2 separate regions of the Pan troglodytes genome follow, and region 2 is linked to region 1. Evidence: chromatin contacts called from public Hi-C data. All regions are on one chromosome and are shown on one strand. Each heading gives the region's core, a stretch centred on a gene start, on an enhancer-like site or on the middle of the called end of the contact. The rest is flanking DNA. Distances are from core to core; before and after follow the strand shown. Region 1 holds the start of TESK2 (testis associated actin remodelling kinase 2). Region 2 overlaps TESK2 (testis associated actin remodelling kinase 2).

Region 1 (5,733 bases), core at 1,514-4,013:
AGTCTCTCTGCCTCTAATCCAGTGGCTTTAAGAATTTTTTGGCTGTGACTTCCAGTAAGAAATACAATTTACATTGTGACCTAGTAAATATGTGTGTAGATTTATTAACTGAAATAAAAATGTTATGATTTAATTTTTATCCTTAGTGGGAGTGATACACTGATATTTTCTATTATATTTCATTAAAAAATGCCTTGTGACTAATGATCCTGATCCTTTTCACTACTTGGACAACACGGAACATGAACTGCATGGCTCCACTTTTTTTTTTTCTTTTTTTTGAGATGGAGTTTCACTCTGTAACCCAGGCCAGAGTGCAGTGGCGAGATCACAGCTCACTGCAGCCTCAACTTCCTGGGCTTAAGCGATCCTCCCACCTCAGTCTACCATGTAGCTGGGACCACAGGCATGCGCCACCACACCCAGCTAATTTTTTGTACTTTTTGTAAAGACAGGGTTTCGCCATCTTGCCTAGGCTGGTCTCGAACTCCTGGGCTCAAGTGATCCTCTTGCCTCAGCTTCCCTAGTAGCTAGTACTACAGGCATGTGATGCCACACCCAGCTAATTATAAAAGGATTTTTGTTTGTAGAGACGTGTCTCACTATGTTGCCCAGGCTGGTCTCAAACCCTTGGGCTCAAGAGATCCTCCTACCTCAGTCTCCCAAAGCCCTTGGGATTACAGGTCTGAGCCCACACACCCAACCTCAACAGAAATATTAAATAGCAATGTGGAAAATTGCTATTTGAGCTGTCACCAGGTGGCAGCACATGATTTGTTGCCAGAAGAATGGTACCAAAAAGCCTTTGGTCAGGGGGACTGGGCTGGGGTGATCTCTCTTCTCCCTTCAGAGATTCTGTGAGCTACCAATTAATCTTCCTAAAACACTGCCCTGTTTAGTTTATGGTCCTGCTCAAGAATAGCTCTCACAGCATAAAAAACAAAAGACAAATTTGAATATTGGCATTTAAGCCCAACCCACATGCAGCCTCTTCTCTCTCCAATATCTCCTACCACACTTCTTTCTTTCTTTTTATATTTTTTTGGGACAGGGTCCTGCTCTGTTGTCCAGGCTGGAGTGCAGTGGCACCATCCACAGCTCACTGTAGCCTTGACCTCTGGGCTCAGGTGATCTTCTGGCCTTAGCCTCCCAAGTAGCTAGGACCACAGGTACATGCCACCATTTTGGGCTCATTTTTTTTTTTTCCTGTACAGACAGGGTCTCGCTATGTTGCCCAGGCTGGTCTCAAACTCCTGGCTTCAAGTGATCCACCTTGGCCTCCCAAAGTGCTGGGATTACAGAAGTGAATCACTGTGTCTGGCCATATTTTTTTTTTTTTGAGACGGAGACTTGCTGTGTCTCCCAGGCTGGAGTGCAGTGGTGCGATCTTGGCTCACTGCAACTTCTGCTTCCCGGGCTCAAGCGATTCTCTTGCCTCAGCCTCCTGAGTAGCTGGGACTACAGGCACGCGCCAATACACCCAGCTAATTTTTCTATTTTTAGTAGAGACGAGGTTTCACCATGTTTGCCAGGATGGTCTCGATCTTCTGACTTCGTGATCCCCCTGCCTCGGCCTCCCAAAGTGGTGGGATTACAGGCGTGATCCACTGCTCCCGGCCCTGGCCATATTTCTTAAACTTTATGGCCACCAGGAATGCATACCACTTATACTCTTCCAGGAGGATGAAAGTCTTAAGATGTCTGAAAAGGGGTCTCTAACCCCTGGGAGTGCTAATACAGTAAGGCCCATACTGCTTGCTCTTGCCCTCCTCCTGTTCTAGTCTCTTCAGTCATGAGATTATGAGCTCCTGATGTCCAGGCACATGCAAAAAGTGAAGAAATATGTGCCTTGAACAGCTGGGCAGAATTCTTAGCTGGGAGCGGTGGCTCACGCCTGTAATCCCGGCACTTTCGTAGGCCAACGTGGGCCAATGACTTGAGTCCAGGAGTTACAGACCAGCCTGGTCAACATGGTAAACCCCGTCTCTACAAAATATACAAAAAATTAGTCAGGCATGCTGGCGTGTGCCTGTAGTCCCAGCTATCCGGGGAGGCTGAGTTGGGAGGATCATCTTAATCCAGGAGTTTGAGGCTGCAAGTGAGCCATGATCGCTCCACTGCACTCCATCATCCTGGGCGACAGAGTGAGACCCTTCTAAAAAAAAGCAACCAACAAAAACAACAAAAAATCCCAACTTATTCCCCACCAGCTTTCTTTCAAAATCTGTTTTCAAGCTAGCTGAAGTGTTACCTCCTCTAAGCTTTCACTTAACGGAATCTCATAGTCATGATTAATTGCTTCCCTAGCATTTTGTTTAGCTCTACTGATTGCTCTTACTATTTCAAGTCGGTATTATTGATATATTTTTTCCTCCTCACTATACTGAAATCCTGCAGGACGCAGCATTCTTACCGCTTTTCCTTACTCAGCTATACCTTGACCAACCCGAAAGCCGCGCCAGTCTAGTCCATTTTCAATTGGCTTTATCAATTACCAATCATTTCTGTGTTTAACATTTTTATTGGTCCATCTTGTGTTTACTGCCCCGCCCTCTAAGAGGCTCCTGGACTTGGGTTTCCCCCAGGTGTATTCCCTCCTCCTCGGTTCCGCCTTTCCCACACACTGCTTCTTCTGTTTTTACCTCGACTTCCTTCCTATTGGTTCCCTTCGTCCTCCGGAGTTGGCGCCTACGGCTGTTGATTGGCTTTTCTGGACGCCCATTGTGCCCACCCTCATACCACGTGGCATTCCTAGCGCTAATTGGGCAATTCCACTACCTCGTTTATCAGGAGTTGACGGTTGACTGGCTACTCTGAGGGAGGGCTTGAGGGGGGGGCGTGGCCAGTCGAGACCCCGCCCCCAACCCCCCTGCTGGGCCGGGTAGGCGTTTCAGTCTTTCGCGGCCCGGGAGCTCAGCAGAGCTACCAGCTGCCCTGTTGGTTTCGCTGGTCGGATCGTCCTCCTGGCCCCGCCAAACAGGCGGGGGGAGCGGCCCCGACTGTGGGGCCATGGCAGTAGTCTCCTCGTTCTCCGCCGCCGCTAGCCTAGCTGAGTCGCCGGCTTCTGCGCTAGGGGCTCCCACCGCCTCCGCAGGCTAAGGAGCCGCTGCCACCAACGAGCTGTGAGGGTTACTATGCTCCCTCTTTGCCGCCGTCTCCTCCTCTTGCCCGCGCAGGCACCCCTCTGGCTGCTCAGTCCTGCCTCAGGTAACGTGAAAAGAGGACGGGGTCACAAACCCGGGCATCCTTCCTGGCCCGCGCGCGCTGCCCCTCCACCTCCTCTGCCCCGGAGCAGAGGCGCCTGCGTCCCTCCGCACCCGACGGGACCCCTCGGCTTCCCAGAGGTCCCCCTCTCAGCGGCGGCGGACGCTCCCTTCCTGGCCGCTTTCCTCTTTCCTTCTCACTTCCCTCAGGCTCCCCGCCACGTCTGCTCCCCCTTAGAACCTGGGAACCCATTAGAAGTTACCTCGCTCGCATTAGGGATCTTTCGTTTTCTCGGAAAACTCTTGTTTCAGAGACTTCCAGCTCCCCACTGAGCGCCTCCCTGCTCGCATACCCGCTCCTGCCTCAGAGATCTGGGTTCCTTCACTTGACTTCCCTCCGATACGCTCTTCCCTCGAAAACGTTCACCTCTACCCAGGAAAACAATTCCCTCCCCTCAGACCCTACTGCCTTCCCCCTCTTCTTTCCTCGCTTGTCATCATCTCCCTTCCTTTCCCCTCTCTGCTTTTTACTCTTCGCTGTGAAGAGTGGACTAAGCCAGTGTTCAGATTTCGCTACAAGCGAAATCCAGGTTTGTGTAATTTAAAAATCTTTAAATTGTATACCTCTGAGAAGAACTTACTGAGGAATTTGGACTTTATGCTGCATGCATGGGGAGCCGTTGAAGGTTTTGTAAGCAGGAGCTTGGTATGATTGCATTATCTCTGGTGAAAATATAGAGGAAGGATTGAAAGTGAAGACCGTGGAGGCGGAAAGGCCAGGTAGGCAGAAAACGAGTGTGCTCATCCAGGCGGGAGGGAATGGCCCGAAATTCCAAGAGGTTTCAAAATAAAGTTGAGAAGAATAGTAGAAAGTTTCTGACTTGGCTGATGGTGTGAATCGGTAGTGTTAATTGAAATAGGGAACATAGTCTCCGGTTATACCACCCTCAACGCTCCTGATCTCATCTGAAATAGGGAGCATAAAAAAGCAATTTTGAGAGAAGGTAATAAATTTGGTTTTGAACAAGTTAAGTTTCAGGGTTTGTTTGTTAGTTTTTGTTTTTTTTGACGGAGTCTCATTCTGTCACCCAGGCTGGAGTGCAGTGGCACGATCTCAGCTCACTGCCACCTCCTCCTCCCAGGTACAAGCGATTCTCCTGCCTCAGACTACCGAGTAGCTGGGATTACAGGCATGCGCCACCACGTCCGGCTAATTTTTGTACTTTTAGTAGAGACGGGGTTTCCCCACGTTGGCCAGGCTGGTTTCGAACGTCTGATCTCAGTCAATCCGCCCACCTTGGCCTCCCACAGTGCTGGGATTACAGGCGTGAGCCACTGCTCCCAGCCGAGTTTGAGGTGTTTTGAAATATCACTGTGGGTATCTGGAAATTTGGGTCTGAAAATTGGGAGAAAGCTTGGACCTGGATACATAAATTTGGAGGGTCAAGAGAATATATGGGGGATATTTGTATGCCTTAGTATGGAATGGTAATACTGAAAGATGAGAAGGGCTGTGGACCAGAAGGAGCATCATTGTTTGAAAGGTAATAGACACTGAAAAAGAGAGATTAAAGGAACGGGACAAGAACTAGAACATAACAGCATTATAATAGGAGCCAAAGAAAGGATTTCAAGAAGGGGGGCGGGGCGGTGACTATCAATGTCACGTGCTTCCGAGGTCCAGCTGAATGAAAGTTAAGAAGCTTTTTTTTTTTTTTCTTTGGTGTCAGGGTCTCACTCTGTCGCCCAGGCTGGAGTGCAGTGGTGCAGTCTCGGATCCTCCCACCTCAGCCTTCTGAGTAGCTGGGATCACAGGCAGGAGCCACCACACCCAGATAATTTTTTGTATTTTTTGTAGAGACGGGGTTTCTCTGTGTTGCCCAGGCTGGTCTCGAACTCCTGAGCTCAAAGCTATCTGCCTTCCCCGGCCTCCCAAAGAGCTGGGGTTACAGGGGTGAGCCATCATGCCTGGCCTGCCCTATATTTAGCAATCAGGAGGTCACTTGTTTCCTCTGAAATGCAGTTTTGGTAGGGTGGGGATGGCAATGAAGGTAGTAGTGAGATCATGATGGATTGAGGAATAAATGAGAAGAAATGAGTAAAATTATTCTCCAGAGTTTGGTTGTGAAGGGGAGCTGGTTCTAGTGAAACTCATCTTTATTGAGAATATACTATATGCCAGGTACATAAAGATGCTTTATAGATCACAACAGCCTTGTGGTTAACATGTCAGTATCCCTCTTTTACAGTTGAGAGTACTGTGGACAAGGATTTGAGCAGGTATGTCTAGTTCTGAAACCTGTGTTCTTTCCATTATGGCACATGTGTGTTTTTCTTTTCAGTACAGGTGAAACAGTTCTGTAAGTGAGGGGAAAGTTCATCTAGGAAATATGTCAGTCAGGCATTTTGCCCTTTGACACCAAAAGGATAGTAGTGAAAATGGATAATGATGTGGTAGAAGGGAAGGAAAGTGAGGGAGTTTAACAGATGGCCTTATTGATGTGATTACTTATCTGTGGAGAAGTCAGTT
Region 2 (5,733 bases), core at 1,403-3,902, 130 kb after region 1:
GGGCTCTACAACTATTATAGTCTGAGATGAGATTCAATCCTAGCCAGCCTAACTGCAGTCCCCACTATATTATACTGCCCATCTTAACTTTTTAGCTTCATCCTTTCTCCCCTACTTATACAGAAAAAAAAAAAAAAAAAAAAGAATAATTACTAATCTCTGTGCTTTGTTATCTTTGTGTTCCTTTTGCATAGACTGTCTTTCTTATCCCCAACCCTGCCTATGGGTTACCATGAAATGGAATTAAATCCTCAACAATGAGTGAATATTAGCCAGGCCTAGGTGGGGAAAGGGGAAGGATATTAGAGGTAAAGGGACCAGCAATGTGTACAAATGTGCAGGTGAGCAGGAGTCAGACTTTTATAAGCAGGAGTGAAAGGCTTTGTGTGCCTTTCTAAGGATTGTGGGTTTTATCCTACAAGTAATAGCACATCACTGAATAATTTTAACAGGAGAGTGGCTTCAGGTTGGCATTTCAGAAAGATTGTCTTGGCTATATTGTGGAAAATGGATTGGAATGAGGGCTAAATCTTTTCAAGATGCAAAAGGGGGCAAGAAAACAGGTTAGAAAGCTAATGGAATAACCTAAGGGAGGCGTGAGAATGATAAGTTATTGACAGTGGGTTCTACCTGTTGTAAAAAATGAAAATAAATTTTAAAAAGATATTGTTAATTGGGAGAATGAGTTGTGTACTATGAGCTAAACACCAAACTGGACTGACTTTGTATTTAGACCTTATCTCTTTAATTACTCCTTGCCTTTGAACAAACACCAAATCTTGCTGATTCTACCTCTAATGTCTCTGAGATAATAACCTCCTTTCCATTCTTGCTGCCATTGTCTTATTCAGGCCTTGGTTATCCTAACTCTTCTCCCAGCCTCAGTTCCTGACCTTTTCATACAATTTTTATACTACTGTTAGAATATTTCTATGTAGCATATCTGATCATGTTATTCTCCTGTGTGAAAAAAAAAAAAGTGTTAGTTGATTGTATGGCATCCCTACTAGACCATCTAGGCTAGACTAGTCTCTGTGGGCAGAGACTGGCCCCATTTATCTTTGTGTTTCACATTGTAGGTTTTCAGTGTTTGGGTAGGTGAACAGAAGGATGGATGAATCTTTCTCAGTACCATGTTGCTAATTAGATGGTAGCAAATTATCTCTGCTAGTTAGATGACAGCACAGTTATCTTCTTTGGGTAAATGCCCTAACTCCTGGCCAGTTGGGTAGATTTTTCAAAAAGGAATAATAATTCTTAGAGTTGATATTTTCTCCAGACCTTCTCTGAATGCCTTTGAACCACTGTTCAGAGATAAGCTTATTTGGTTGCAGGTATCAGTACACTGGTAATTCAAATTTTTTTAAAACTACCATTTTGTCTTAGTGTTCTGAATAGTTATAATTGGTTGAAACTACTGTAGCTGACTAGAATCAGCAAGAATTGGGAACTGGAGTCCTGGGTGCATTTACCTCAGAGAGAGGTACATATTCCCTAGAGCCAGTCCAGAATATTCTCTGTATGGATATGTTTATGTGCTTGTCTGTGCCTGAATTGGTACCTACCAGACCCTATAGGGATATGTGGGAAGAACCTATACTCTTTAGCCTAGGCAGTTGTCTTAGTCCATTTGTGCTGCTATAAGAATATATCATAGACTGGGTAGCTTATAAACAACAAAAATTTATTTCTCACACTTCTGGAGGCTGGGCAATCTAAGATCTAGGCACAGGCAGATTCAGTGTTTGGTGAGGGCCTACTTCATGGTTCATAAATGCCTGTCTTTTTGTTGTGTCCTTACATAGTGGAAGGGACTAAAGAACTATGGGGACACTTGTACACACACTATCGTGGTAAAATACATATAACATATAATTTACCATCTTTTTTTTGAGTGGGGGTCTTGCTATGTTGCCCAGGCTGGTCTTGAGCTCCTGGCCTCAAGCGATCCTCCCACATCAGCTTCTCAAAGTGCTGGGATTACAGGCGAGAGCCACTGTGCCTGGCCAAGAGACAAGTTCTTACTCTCATATGGAAGTGGCAGTAGGGGGAGGAGTGCTCAATAAATGTTTGTAGAAATAACCTGAATTGATATTCCTGAGTGGAGAACTGAGTGTCCACTTCTCTGTGCCTTTGGTGATTTTAAAAAAGATGTTGGCATATGATTTCTTGCATTTTAGTAATAAAGGTTTATTTACATAATATAGTTGAATTACGAATACACTTTAAAAAGTTATTGAGTGCCTTCTAGGAAAAGGCTGTATATATTTAATGAAACCAAGTATCAAACACAAATGAAATGGAAGAAACTCTGTTATTTTATTAGACAGTGAGGAAGTGAGGCAAGTTTTGGTATAGGTAAAGTTGGTATAGAAAAAGGTAACAGCCACTGAGAGGTATTGAAGTATCTATAACACATTTTATTGACTGTATTACAGTTTTCTAACTTGAAAGGTTAAAATAACAACAATTAAAAATATTAAAACTTCTGTATTAATTAAATGTATTACCAATGCCTTGGGTCATTTTATAGGGCTGACCGAGGGAGTAGTCTAGCTGAAAATGAAAGCAAAGCAGCTGTTATCCCCATCCGGGAAAGCTGAACATGCTAATGCAGTTGCTCTTGTCTCTGCTTCCTGCAGAGGGATTTGTTTAGAGGCCACACCAGCTGAGTCTGCACTGGGAGTTGCTTATGGAGAAGTGAACATTCCAGCTAATGGGCACAGAGACCGTGTAGCAATCTTCTGGCTGGGTGCGGTAGCTCACGCCTGTAATCCTAGCACTTTGGGAGGCTGAGGCGGGTGGATCACCTGAGGTCAGGAGTTCGAGACAAGCCTGGCCAACATGGGAAAACCCTGTCTCTACTAAAAAATACAAAAATTAGCTGGGTGTGGTGACACGAGCCTGTAATCCCAGCTACACGGGAAGCTGAGGCTGGAGAATCACTTGAACCTGGGAGGTGGAGGTTGCAGTGAGCCGAGATGGCGCCACTGCACTCCAGCCTGAGGGACAGAGTGAGACTCCGTCTCAAAAAAAAGAAAGAAATCTTCCTTGTTGACAAATCTCAAATTTCCTTTTCTTATGCATGCAGAGGTCTTGAAACATTGAGAAGCGGTTTCTGAGGGCCTACAGGCTTATCAGCCCAACTAATGTACTCACCAAAGGCAGGCAAGAGAAATGGGTTGTAAAAGCAAATTCCATTTGTTTTCCCTCTCTGGTCCTTGGTTTGCACTTTTTCCAGTTTGCCTGGAGAAGCCAGAATCTATTAGCCAAGTGTGATTCCTCATCTTTTGTCACCTTTTCCTGTGCTCTCCACCCTCTGGCTTTGCATATGGATTTCCAGGGCCTTCAGAGACACTGCTGAACAGAGTAAACAAGTGTTTCCCAGAACCAAGAGTCCTGGTCTCACCTGGCCTATAGAGAGTGCACATACAGTCTTTTCATTATAGTGTCTTCTGCCTGGCACTCAGTTGGGAAACCTGAGTGGCTCCTGAAGACAGGCCCGACATATCACACTGTCATCATGCTAAAGAAGTGAACCACTGCCTACCTTTTGACTTTCAGAGCTAAAGAAATCTGCCTGCATGATTAGATGTCAGCTTCACTGCCCACTTATAACCCTGAAGTTCACAAGCTCAGTTTCTTTTCAGCAAATGGGCACCTCAAATGTGAATCTTGGGCAGATTCAACTAGAATGAAGAGAGCAAGGCGCTGTGCTTATGCCGTCATTATGCCTTATTTTAAGATTTTCAAAGATGGATTATCAAGCAGGATGAAGCAGATCAACAAGTTTCCCTTTTGAGAAGTTGGAAGATTTATTTTTAGTCATTCTTTCTGTCTTGCCAAAACTGGTCCGACGCTTCCAAGGATCTGAAGTGCTGCATGGTGCTGCCCCCAACTGGTTCTTTTTGGTGCTTATATTATTACCACATCAGAAAATACATGACATTTAAATTTTTTTCGAAGCGCTTTCACATATTTTATTTTATTATTATTTTTTTGAGACAGAGTCTCACCCTGTTGCCCAGGCTGGAGTGCAGTGATATGATCTCTGCCCACCGCAACCTCTGCCTCCAAGGTTCAAGTGATTCTCGTGCCTCAGCCTCCCAAGTAGCTGGGATCACAGTCGTCTGCCACCATGCCCTGCTTATTTTTGTATCTTTAGTAGAGATGGGGTTTCACCATGTTGGCCAGGCTGGTCTCGAACTCCTAGCCTCAGGGGATCCACCTGCCTTGGCCTCCCAAAGTGCTAGGAATACAGGTGTGAGCCATCTCGCCTGGCCAACTTTTACATATTTTTTTTTCAAGACAGGGTCTCACTCTGTTGCCTAGGCTGGAGTGCAGTGGCTCAATCTCACTTCACTGCAGCCTCCGCCTCCCGGGTTCAAGTGATTCTCCTGCCTCAGCCTCCCGAGTAGCTGGGATTACAGGCACTCACCACCATGCCCGGCTAATTTTTGTATTTTTAGTATAGATGGGGTTTCACTATGTTGGCCAGGCTAGTCTTGAACTCCTGACCTTAGGTGATCTGCCCGCCTTGGCCTCCCAAAGTGCTGGGATTACAGGCATGAGCCATGGCGCCTGGCCAACTTTCACATACTTTATTAGATTCTCATAACAACACTGCAAATTAGGTGAATCAGGGATTATCATACCTACTTATAGTTGAGAAAAGTGAAAGATGGATAGCCTTATTAGTTGATTTGTCCAAGTTAAATGGCTATTAGGAGGCTGAATTGGGCTAGAATTCAGATATTTCTCCTCTTATCCCATTAAGTTCCCTAGTCCTTTGTAAATTCAATGGTACCCAAAAATATGTATTAAGATATAAATTTTAGGCTTAGAGGAATTTCCCTCTTTTTCTCCCTTGGGAGGAGGAGGGAGATAATACATCATATAAGGTTTGAGTAAATTCATTTTTGAGCTCCTGTGCTGCATGAAGCTCTCTGACTCAGATGCTGTGGTCTCTAAGTCTCCAGTGCAACGTAGTGGTAAAGAGTATGGACTCTGGAGCCAGACTGCAGAGTCTGCCAGTCTCTGCCACTTAATAACTGGATAACTTTAAGCAAGTTGCTTAATTTCTAAATGCCTTCTCTAAAATAAGAGTAATAGTATGTAGTCATTTTGTAGTCCATAGCACGATGATTGGATTTTCATGTGCATGTGTGAGGTGTACTACCCTCAAACCTTTTTAATGTCTGCACGTTGTCTGACATGAAAAAAAAAAGGAAAAAAAGTACCAGTGTACCTACCTTATAGGGTTATTGTGCAGATTAAATGAGATAATATATGCAAAACTCTCAGAACAGTGCCTGAAACAATTTAGATACTATATAAATAACAGCTGCTATTATTATTTATAAATACATATACTTACTTTTTTTTTGAGACTGGGTCTCTCTCTGTTGCCTAGGCTGGAATCTAGTGACACAATCATGGCTCACTACAGCCTTGACCACCTGAGGTTCAAGTGATCATCCCAACCTCAACCTTGTGAGTAGCTGTGACTATAGGCACACACCACCACACCCAGCTAATTTCCTTTTTTTTTGAGATGGAGTCTAGCTCTGTTGCCCAGGCTGGAGTGCAGTGGTACAATCTCGGCTCACTGCAAGCTCCGCCTCCTGGGTTCATGCCATTCTCCTGCCTCAACTTCCCGAGTAGCTGGGACTACAGGCGCCTGCAATCACGCCCGGCTAATTTTTTGTATTTTTAGTAGAGACGGGGATTCAG

The links. Hi-C and Micro-C count contacts between places; a contact is called where the count stands out from the background.
Region 2: a Hi-C map of induced pluripotent stem cells shows a contact between it and region 1, with 2.9 times the contacts expected there. The contact joins the enhancer-like site here to the promoter of TESK2 in region 1. A contact is called at or near these places in 6 of 7 Hi-C or Micro-C datasets (blood, induced pluripotent stem cells, a lymphoblastoid cell line and 2 more), 1 of 1 datasets of contacts at active chromatin or transcription factors (stem cell-derived excitatory neurons) and 1 of 1 other capture datasets (stem cell-derived neural stem cells).

What each region holds. Positions count from the first base shown.
Region 1 is chr1:185,471,668-185,477,400 of NHGRI_mPanTro3-v2.0_pri, forward strand. TESK2 (testis associated actin remodelling kinase 2) reads left to right here and starts at 2,764. Exons shown (of 10, transcript XM_009456279.5): 1 at 2,764-3,207. It overlaps CCDC163 (CCDC163 homolog), which reads left to right. Exons shown (of 6, transcript XR_010154163.1): 6 at 1-139.
Region 2 is chr1:185,603,774-185,609,506 of NHGRI_mPanTro3-v2.0_pri, forward strand. All of the region lies in intron 4 of TESK2 (testis associated actin remodelling kinase 2), which reads left to right. It also overlaps the pseudogene LOC112207579. Among named protein-coding and RNA genes, the nearest start is that of MUTYH, 21 kb to the right of the region's middle. Within about 2 kb of position 2,653, at least 6 of the 24 cell types and tissues checked have an H3K27ac peak or open chromatin away from gene starts, as enhancers often do. A contact at or near this core is called in induced pluripotent stem cells, where this site is marked.